Regions from separate parts of the Mus musculus genome. Here all the other regions are linked to region 2. The links are chromatin contacts, called in public promoter capture Hi-C maps. All regions are on one chromosome and are shown on one strand. The core of a region is the stretch at or near the end of the contact, and the rest is flanking DNA. Distances in the headings are between cores, read along the strand shown. Region 1 holds the start of Dclre1a (DNA cross-link repair 1A). Region 2 holds the start of Pdzd8 (PDZ domain containing 8). Region 3 holds the start of Casp7 (caspase 7).

What was found. Promoter capture Hi-C pulls out the DNA fragments that hold promoters and counts their contacts.
Region 1: a promoter capture Hi-C map of pre-B cells shows a contact between it and region 2, with 3 times the contacts expected there. The contact joins the promoter of Dclre1a here to the promoter of Pdzd8 in region 2. A contact is called at or near these places in 2 of 39 promoter capture datasets (erythroid cells and pre-B cells).
Region 3: a promoter capture Hi-C map of liver shows a contact between it and region 2, with 3 times the contacts expected there. The contact joins the promoter of Casp7 here to the promoter of Pdzd8 in region 2. A contact is called at or near these places in 3 of 39 promoter capture datasets (HPC-7-derived erythroid cells, liver and pre-B cells).

What each region holds. Positions count from the first base shown.
Region 1 is chr19:56,546,768-56,549,510 of GRCm38.p6, forward strand. It overlaps Dclre1a (DNA cross-link repair 1A), which reads right to left and starts at 1,355. Exons shown (of 10, transcript NM_001360437.1): 1 at 1,207-1,355; 2 at 1-936. The coding sequence starts at 383. It overlaps Nhlrc2 (NHL repeat containing 2), which reads left to right and starts at 1,494. Exons shown (of 11, transcript NM_025811.3): 1 at 1,494-2,093. The coding sequence starts at 1,916.
Region 2 is chr19:59,344,279-59,347,123 of GRCm38.p6, forward strand. Pdzd8 (PDZ domain containing 8) reads right to left here and starts at 1,502. Exons shown (of 5, transcript NM_001033222.3): 1 at 441-1,502. The coding sequence starts at 1,309.
Region 3 is chr19:56,395,673-56,398,523 of GRCm38.p6, forward strand. It overlaps Casp7 (caspase 7), which reads left to right and starts at 1,457. Exons shown (of 7, transcript NM_007611.2): 1 at 1,457-1,645.

The sequences.
Region 1 (2,743 bases), core at 105-2,604, 2.8 Mb before region 2:
ACTTGCTTCCCTCTGCGAGTTCTATGTTGCTTTTTCGGTGTTGTCTCTTTGTTTTGAGACTGCTGACTCTCATCTCTACAGCTCGAACTCTGACTGGAACCTGCAGAAATCTGACTGTCTGTTTCTGCAAGGCACACTTTGTGGTCCTTCGTCTTGCCTGGATTTTCTGAAGTCCTTTTTTCATTTCCTTTTGACTGGTGTTTTCCATCTGTTGATTTTTCAACAGATTCTGAAATATTTTCAGAACAATTATTTGGATGTACGGGTTTGGGCTTTCTTTTAGATTTATATTCCCAGATTTCTTCTTCCCAAAACGTGTCTTCTAACATGGCCAAATGATTTTTGTGAGTACAGCACCAGTCTTTGGTGAATTCAGAGTCCATTTCTTGTAACAAGTTTTTAATAGGAAAAAAAAAGTAGCCAAAAGCCAACTAACTTGGTTGGAACTGAAAGCTTTGGTGATATTGGCACACAACCCACTTAGTACCTGTGAACACCTGCTGTTCCATTTTATACCATAATAAAATTAAGAGAACTCACTACAGGGTAACATCTATACGGTTTTCTTTACATTGTGACACTATTTCATTCAGGTTTTTTTTTAACTTCTCAGAACTTGATTTATAAAAATAAGAATCAAGAATGTCTTGAATGTCAAGCACTGACGGTAAGTACCAGGCTCAATGACTTTAACTGAAAACAGTCTCCATATAATGGTTAGAAAGCTATTCTGGCTCTCGTTCATGTGGACAAGTGTCCATTTACAAGTCCAGTCACAGTCCCTAGTCTACTTAGTGTGAGACTAGTCCATAGACTAGACCATAATCAAAGAGGTGTTGGTTACAACCGACAGCTGCCCTTATTCGTGACTCATGGGTCCAACCAGTTTCAGCTTCCTGGGTCAGTCCATTTCTTCCTCCATCCTAGGATCAAACCCTGCACAGTGAACAAAGTTCAAACATGTGAGACTGTACTCCACACCATAGGGGCTGTCTGCCCTGAAATCAATCAGCCACTTCTGCAGACCTCCAGAGAGGTCAGGTACCAGAAAATTCCTACAGGCTCCCGCTCTTTGCCTTTGGATCTGGGGTGGGGGGAAGATCAATGAAGGAGCCCTACATTATTCCCAGGTTAAATAATGCCAACATCCCAATGAGCCCTTGTGCAGCTCGCCCCGTTCCTCCCGGTAGTCCCTCGTGGGCACACCTGGCCTGGCAGCAGGGGGACCCCGCTGCAGCTGCCTCCTCTCTGCGCCAGCTCGCGGGACATTCCATTCGCGCCCGCACTTTCAGCACACCCAGAGTCACAGGACACTTTTGTTGTTGTCAACACAAAACCACCGGCCTCACTGCCTACATTAAAAAAAAAAAAAAAAAAAAAAAAAAAAAAAAAAAGAGTCTCCTCCGAGGGTTGCTTTACCTTCTTTACCTTTCGAGTCTTTCTTGGCGGGAACGCTGTCCCACTGTCACTGCCGTGCCGAATCGGCTGATCTCAGTTTAAGAGTGGGACACACAAATGGGCAGGCTTTTCTTAAGTCGGCTCTTTTAAACGTGTACATGGTTATTTGAATTTTATTTGTCTTGGAATTCCCTGCCGGGCTTCAAAGGCAATGGGTTCCCAGCTCCTCTGGAGCGCGACCCTAGCAGCCTTCCCCGTGTCGAATCTGGCGCTCTGAACGTCCAGGCTTCGCGGCGGCCCGGAACCTGGAAGGGGCGGGGTGGGCAACTCTGGAGTTTAATTACGCGCCAGGGAAGCACGGCCCTTTGGACTTTGGCGTCCGGAGGAAGGCTTATTGGAGGCGGAAGCGTGTGTGGCGCAGGGCCGGGCTGGCCAGGCCCCGCTCTGAGTCAAGAGGGCGGCGCACGCTGGTCCGACCCGCGCCCTCGGCCCCGGAGCCCTCGGGAGCTCGCGCAACATGGCGGCTCCCGGAGCGCGCGGCGCGAGCCTCTCGGGCCTGCTGCCCGCGCAGACCTCGCTCGAGTACGCCCTGCTGGACGCCGTCACCCAGCAAGAGAAGGATGAGTTGGTCTACCAGTATCTGCAGAAGGTGGACGGCTGGGAGCAGGACCTAGCGGTGCCCGAGTTTCCGGAAGGTGAGGGGCTGGCGTCGGGGTGGGGGCCGCTCCCGGGTCCTCCCCTTCCTCGGTGGCTCCCTCCCGCCAGCAGATCGGTGCCCTGCGGTCCTCCCACAGCCCCCGAGGTGCTCCAGGGGAGCAGCGACACACGGAGGGGGTTCTGCTGGGCGGGGACCAGTGTTTGCATCTCTGTCTGGAATCCTGCGTGACCTGACGTCAGTAGCCTCAAGGCTCCATGGGTGTATATTGATCACTTTTTAATGTGCCACAGACGGTTTGAAGCACTTGAGAGCTCCTACTTACCTGGTACAACCCACCGAGACCCTCTTACTAGTCTTGTTTTACAGTTAAGGAAACTGAGGCACAGGGAAGGCTAGGAAACCTGCCCGTCTAATAACCACTAGAGTTGGACTACATTCTACAGGCATAGCATCTGATGGTTTTCTAGTCCAACCGCGTTTCCACGTTCAAAGTGGTGAACCTATTGATCTTTAAAATCTGGAATCAATTTTAGCTTAGTACTCAGGTTTGAATCCTAGTAGTGGGAACTGTTGGGACATAGGGAAACGATACTCCCGGTAGTACAGTTTAAACAAAACGCTCCCTTACCTTCTTTGGTTGGGAGTGTCATTGTTTAGCCTGCCGTGTTGGCATGTGTCCTGGCGTGT
Region 2 (2,845 bases), core at 252-2,751:
CCTCCAAATCACATCCCTCTACAACAACCCGTGCCTCTGCCCGGAGAGCTGCCAAGGCCCGTGCCACACAGAAACACCCGGGATGTGAGCACGCCCTTCAGGTCTGCAATGTGCCCAGGAACAACTTTTCCACGTGGTGCAGGAGATGCTGCAAAGGCAGACACAGCCGCTGCCTTCCGGTTGCAACAACCACACACAAGTGTGTCTCAACAGACCCAGGAGAGGCACTCACTGACTGGCCAGGGACAAGGCGCTCAGGCCTCCAGCTCCCTGTGCTGCCTTGGCAGCACGGGAAGTGCCCACTACCCGCCTTTCTTTGCTTGGGGGCCTCAGTCCAGGTGGAAGCAAACTGCAGGCCAGGGTCGTGCTGGGAATCTGCCTTGGCCCTTCCCTGGCTAACCTCCCCCGGGTAGCCTCGGCTCCCCTGACCCTCCTCTCACCTGATCTTGTAACTGGGCAGGGTGTGCTTGCGCTTGATGATCTTCTTGAGCTGGTTGACGATGATGGAGGTGAGCTGGGGCATGGGCCGCCCCTCGAACTGGGAGCGCACCTCGAAGTCAATCAGCGGGTCCTCCACGAAGGAGAAGAACCAGTGGGTGAAGGGCACGCGGGTGAGGACGAAGCGCAGCCTCCCCACCACGCGAGACAGCTTCACGAACAGGTAGGCGGACTTGCCAAACACCAGGTCCACGTCGATGGCCAGGTGGAAACCGCCGTTGTACTCCACCTCCGCTTCAAAGGCCAGCTCCTCCGGGCAGGTGGCGGGCAGCGCGTCCCCGTCGGGGTCGTCGGGCTCGCCGGTGCCCGAGGCCACCACGGGCCGCACCAGCCGGATGGTCTTGATGAAGGGCACCGTGTCGCCCAGGAACACGTCGCGCAGACTCAGCCCCTCCAGCAGGCGGCCGGCCGTCTTGGTCTGCAGCAGCTCCTCGAACTCCACCTTGATCTTCTTGGTGACCCAGCGGCGGGCGAGCGCGGTGTCCCGCAGCTCCCGGAACAGGAACAGGATGGTGGCGTTGAGGAAGTAGCAGGTCTCCAGCGTCGGCGGGGCCGGGCTGTCGGGGGTCGGGGTCGAGCTGGCGCCGGCCTCGGAGGAGCAAGCAGCGAGCTCCTCGGCGCCGCCGCCATAAAGGTACTCCCTGAGGGGCAGGCCCGGCACCGGCTTAAGGTAGCGGAAGCCGTCGCCCGCGCGGGCCGCTTCGTCCGCCCGCGGCTCGGGCTGTCTGCGGTAGAGTAGCAGGAACTGTGCGAGCAGCGTGAGGAACGAGCCCAGCACGGCCGACGCCAGGATCAGGAGCAGCAGCCCCATCCCGCCGCCCCCGCCGCAACCCTCGGCCTGCTCCCGCGCTCTCCGCGCCGCCCTCCTCCTCACGCCGTCGCCCCCGCCGCCTCCATCTTGAGGACATCGGTCGCGGATGAGCGGCTCCCTGGGCCCGAACCGAGCGTCCGCAGTCCGACGCTGCCTGGCGGCGCCTTAGCCCGCCGCGGCCCCGCGCCTCCTCAGACGCTCCCCCGGGGGCGGCCCGAGCGGCGGACCGGCGGCGGGCGAGGGCGGGAACGGCGCCTCCCCACAGAGCCTGCGCTCATTGGGCGAGCGGCGCGTGACGTCAGAGCGTGCGCGCCCCCGGCGCCGGGCGCCCCGGCGCGCTTGGACGCGGGTCCTTTCCCACCTCTCGGCGCGCTTCCAGCGCCGCTCCCCCCACGCCCCTGCATTCCTGCCGCCGGCGGCGCGGCGATCCGTGCGTCCGTCGTCTCCGGAGGGCGCGAGATAACGGAAGGAGACCTGGATAAGTCGGGCTGACGGGGCCCGGCGCGGCCGTCCGTTATTCCGCGCCCATCCCCCGCGGCGGCCGTGGGTCCTGCCGGATACCTCTGTGGCGACCGCCCAGCATCCCTCAGTGTGTTGCTGCCTCCCCTGCAGGGCAGCGCCGCAGAGAGCCTGAGCACAGGCGGTTGGGACACTGCCCGAGCCGGCCAGAGGACAGACTGCATCAGGGATTGCCATCGCTAGCCCGCACAGACCGGCAGACCTGCATCCGCAGAGAATGGGCCCCGAGAAGGGACCAAGCGGAACCGCGAGAAGGGGACTAACTTTCCTACCTTGGGGATTTCAATTTAAGTGAGAAAGAAGTTTATTTGAGGTCTGGGAGGAGTGGGTGAGCTGAGTGAATTTGCCAGCATATTGGAAGGTGTCTTAGCGACTCCATTCAGATTGTTCACGCCCCCCTCCTCCCTTCTTTCCTCTCTGAGGGCATTATCCGGAGTCCATCCCTCAGGCCATTACTTTTAGTGCCTACCAATTTCACAGAATAACCCGTGGTACCCGTGGCATAGTAAAGAAATTGCTTAGGGGTCACATCGTGGGATCCTAAGTCCTTGGTTTCTACTTGGCATAATAACACGGAGGATGCTGGAGGTTTTTTTTGGGGGGGGGGGTTGTTTGTTTGTTTGTTTTTCGAGACAGGGTTTCTCTGTGTAGCCCTGGCTGTCCTGGAATTCACTGTGTAGACCATGCTGGCCTCGAACTCAGAAATCCACCTGCCTCTGCCTCCCAAGTGCTGAGATTAAAGGCGTATGCCGCCACCGCTCAGCTTAGCTTTTTGGTTTTGAAAATAAAAAATAATAAAAATTTAAAAAGCCGATCAGGGATCAGGTCCCAGTTGCTCCATAAAGGAGAGTTGGAGATGCAGAGACTGGGAAAAGTGGAAGATTTTGCAGAGGGTACCAATAGAGCCAGAAGCCTTTGTGTTCCCTGGCAACGGTGTTTCCTCTGGTGCTTTCTGACTACTCAGTTGTTACATCACAGTTTTTATCTGTCCTCACCGACACAACTTGTCTAGTCCTA
Region 3 (2,851 bases), core at 207-2,706, 2.9 Mb before region 2:
TGTTCTCACGCCGACCCACAAGCAAGAACAGACAAGAGGTTTCCTGTGGTGCCGCCCTGCCTCTCCATCTGCGTGAGGGATGGATTCCTGTGTGCGGATGCGCCACGCATGCCACAGCACAGGCAAACCTTCTTGTGGATAGAACATCACTGTCCAGGCAACAGGACCCTGGTGCTGTCAGGTGGGCAGCTTCTCACATTCCTCACCACCAAATAAGTAGAGATTGGTTGTTAAATGTTCCACGTTTTAGGACTACCCTGGAAAAAGTCATGGTTTACACAAAGATAAATTATAGTGGAGATAGGATTTCTTCATTTTTCAAAGGACTGTCAGTTTTAAAAAGCAAATCACCATAGCGTGAGCCATGGCTTACCCCAACATTTGCCTCCACAGTTCAGGGACACTAGCATTATTAAATAAGAAGGAGGGCAGGCATATTAAGAATTGAAAGTGCCCATACTGGCTGAGATTCTAGAGTTAGTGCTAAAACTCTGGGGTTCAAGAAAAACCATGCTAGCAAATAAAATAGCCTTGATGGCTCCGGAGACCTGTAGGTCTGAGAATCGAGTATCTCTGGCGTTTTCACAAAGTTCTCTCACATAGCTTGCTTCAGTGTGAGTGAATGAGCTGTTCTGAGAACTCTAGGTGGAGGGGAGGAATTGGAAGCGTCTACAGATGGAAGCCCAGATCTGTCTGTCTGTCTGTCTGTGTCGAAGATGACATGAACAGGAACCCATGTTAGCTCACTGTCTGCTTCCTCAAACCTAGTGCCTGACACGGGAGGTAGCACACATGGATGATGATTTTGGCGCAATATCCGTGCAAGCTGGGTTTGGGAGGTATAAACGTGTTTAAGACAAAGTTCGCCCCCCTCCCCAACAACGTCTGGGAAGACATCAGACTAAAGCGACTGGTGGTGCACAGTATCTGGTCGAGAAGCAGCTTGTGTTAGGAAAAAGGTAAAAAACAAAAACAGAACGAGACAGGTGCCCCATCGCGGAGAGCAAGTCAGAATTTTGGGTCCATCTGCTGGGTAGACAGTTTTGTAGAATGCGTTCTCAGTGGAACTTTTGACGTTTACAGTTTTAGAGTCTCTTAGTACTCCTCTCTGGTGAGCGCGGGGAAATTTGCATATGTGGCATAGAGGAGGGGACAGGGATAGCCCCAATTTGCAGGGCCGCTCTCCTCCCGTGCCGGTGACGCTTGCCAACTTCGCAGAGGTCTGGACCAAGCGCGCAGTCATATTTTCAGAGAACTTAACAGATTTGCAGCAGGTAGCCCGGGGTCACGGTCACTTTTCTGGCTGGCAGTTTTGCAGAGCCCGCCAGTTCTGTAGGGAGCGCTCTATCTGCCCAGTTCCTGCAGCCGCAGGGGTCGCCCAAACGTCGCAGAGGGGGGGACGCAGCACGTGGGCGGCGAGGGCTTCCCGCGCGAGCTTCCCGCGCGAGCTTCTCCCGCGGCGGGCTCCGTAGCGCGCGTTCCCGCTCGCCCCCAGCTTTCCCGGGCTGCAGGCACAGCCCCGTCCGGCCCGCCCGCTCCTCCCCCTCCGCCTCTGGGACTTTTGCTTTCAGTTTTCCCAAAGCTGCCCTCGACCCTTGCGGAGGACGGACGCTGCCGTGGGCTCCTGGCCGCCGCCGTGGGAACGGTAACTTGGGCCGCCATCGCGGCTTTCCCTCCCCTCTTCCGCGAGCTCCTTCCTCCCGCGCGTCCCCGCCCAGAGTCCCCCTCCCTCCCGCAGGCTCGCAGAACTTGCTTGCAGGGCGCTGTGGCGCGGAAGGCTCTCCAACATGCCTGGCCATCGCCCGCTTTGCTCGGCACGGCGGTCCCTTGGTCTTCTGGACCAGGGTCTCACGACATCCGGTGCCATTCCGGATGTAACAGGGAAGAAAGAGCGGGTGTAGGGCAGTAGATGTGGTTGTTTGAACCCGCAAGGACTACCTTGTCAGACCGGGAACTTAGGCGCTGCCGGGTCCATTTAATGGGAATCTTGGGCGGTTCTGGTGGCTTGTGCTCAGGGAAAGAGGGAGTTAGGTGCATAGGTCTTTAACCTAGGCGAAGTGTGCTTGAAACACTCTTTCTTGTCTGGGGACCCTTGCATCGGGACTCTTAGACTCTTACAGTGACTTAAGACTGGTGAAAAACTGGCAAGCGACACTTGTCAGTATGAGCTCCAGGCGACACCTCACCTTTACTCCTTGGCCTTTCGGGTTTATGGGGAAGTAAGTTTATTAGTAGGCACAGGCGGTGTTTGTAAGCAGTTCACAGGCCTTTCTCTTGAGCTGAGATAACTGATAAGGCCCTGGTTTTCTGTTGACAAGCTGTTTCTTCCTTCAGATTTTGGCCAGCGTAACCTTACACCCCTGTCCATATTGTTAAAGCCTAGCATTACAATCTGCCACTCTGCAACCTCCTATAGGACATGGGCAAAGTCTCTAGTTCCCTCATGGTGTGAACCTCAGGTGACACTGATGGGTTGGGTGGCAGCCTCGGGACTTTTTCACTTAAGGAAGTATGCATTTGGGCAGGAGGTGAGCCTGTTCAATGTTGCTGTGTTTGGGAAGCAGGCAGCCTGTTTCCTCAGGAAGACCCACCTCAATCAACTTGCTTAGCCTGCTTTCTCTTGCTGGGATAAACACCATGACCATAGAGAGGAAAGGCTTTATTTCATTTGACGACTTCAGGTCACAGTCTGTCATTGAGGGAAGTCGAGGCAGGAGCCTGGAGGCAGGAAATCTGATTACTCACTCAGCTACCATTAGTACACAGCCTGTGGATGGTACCACTACAGTGGGCTGGGCCCTCCCCTCCCACACCAGCCATTGGTCAAGGCACTTCCCTATAGACATAGCCA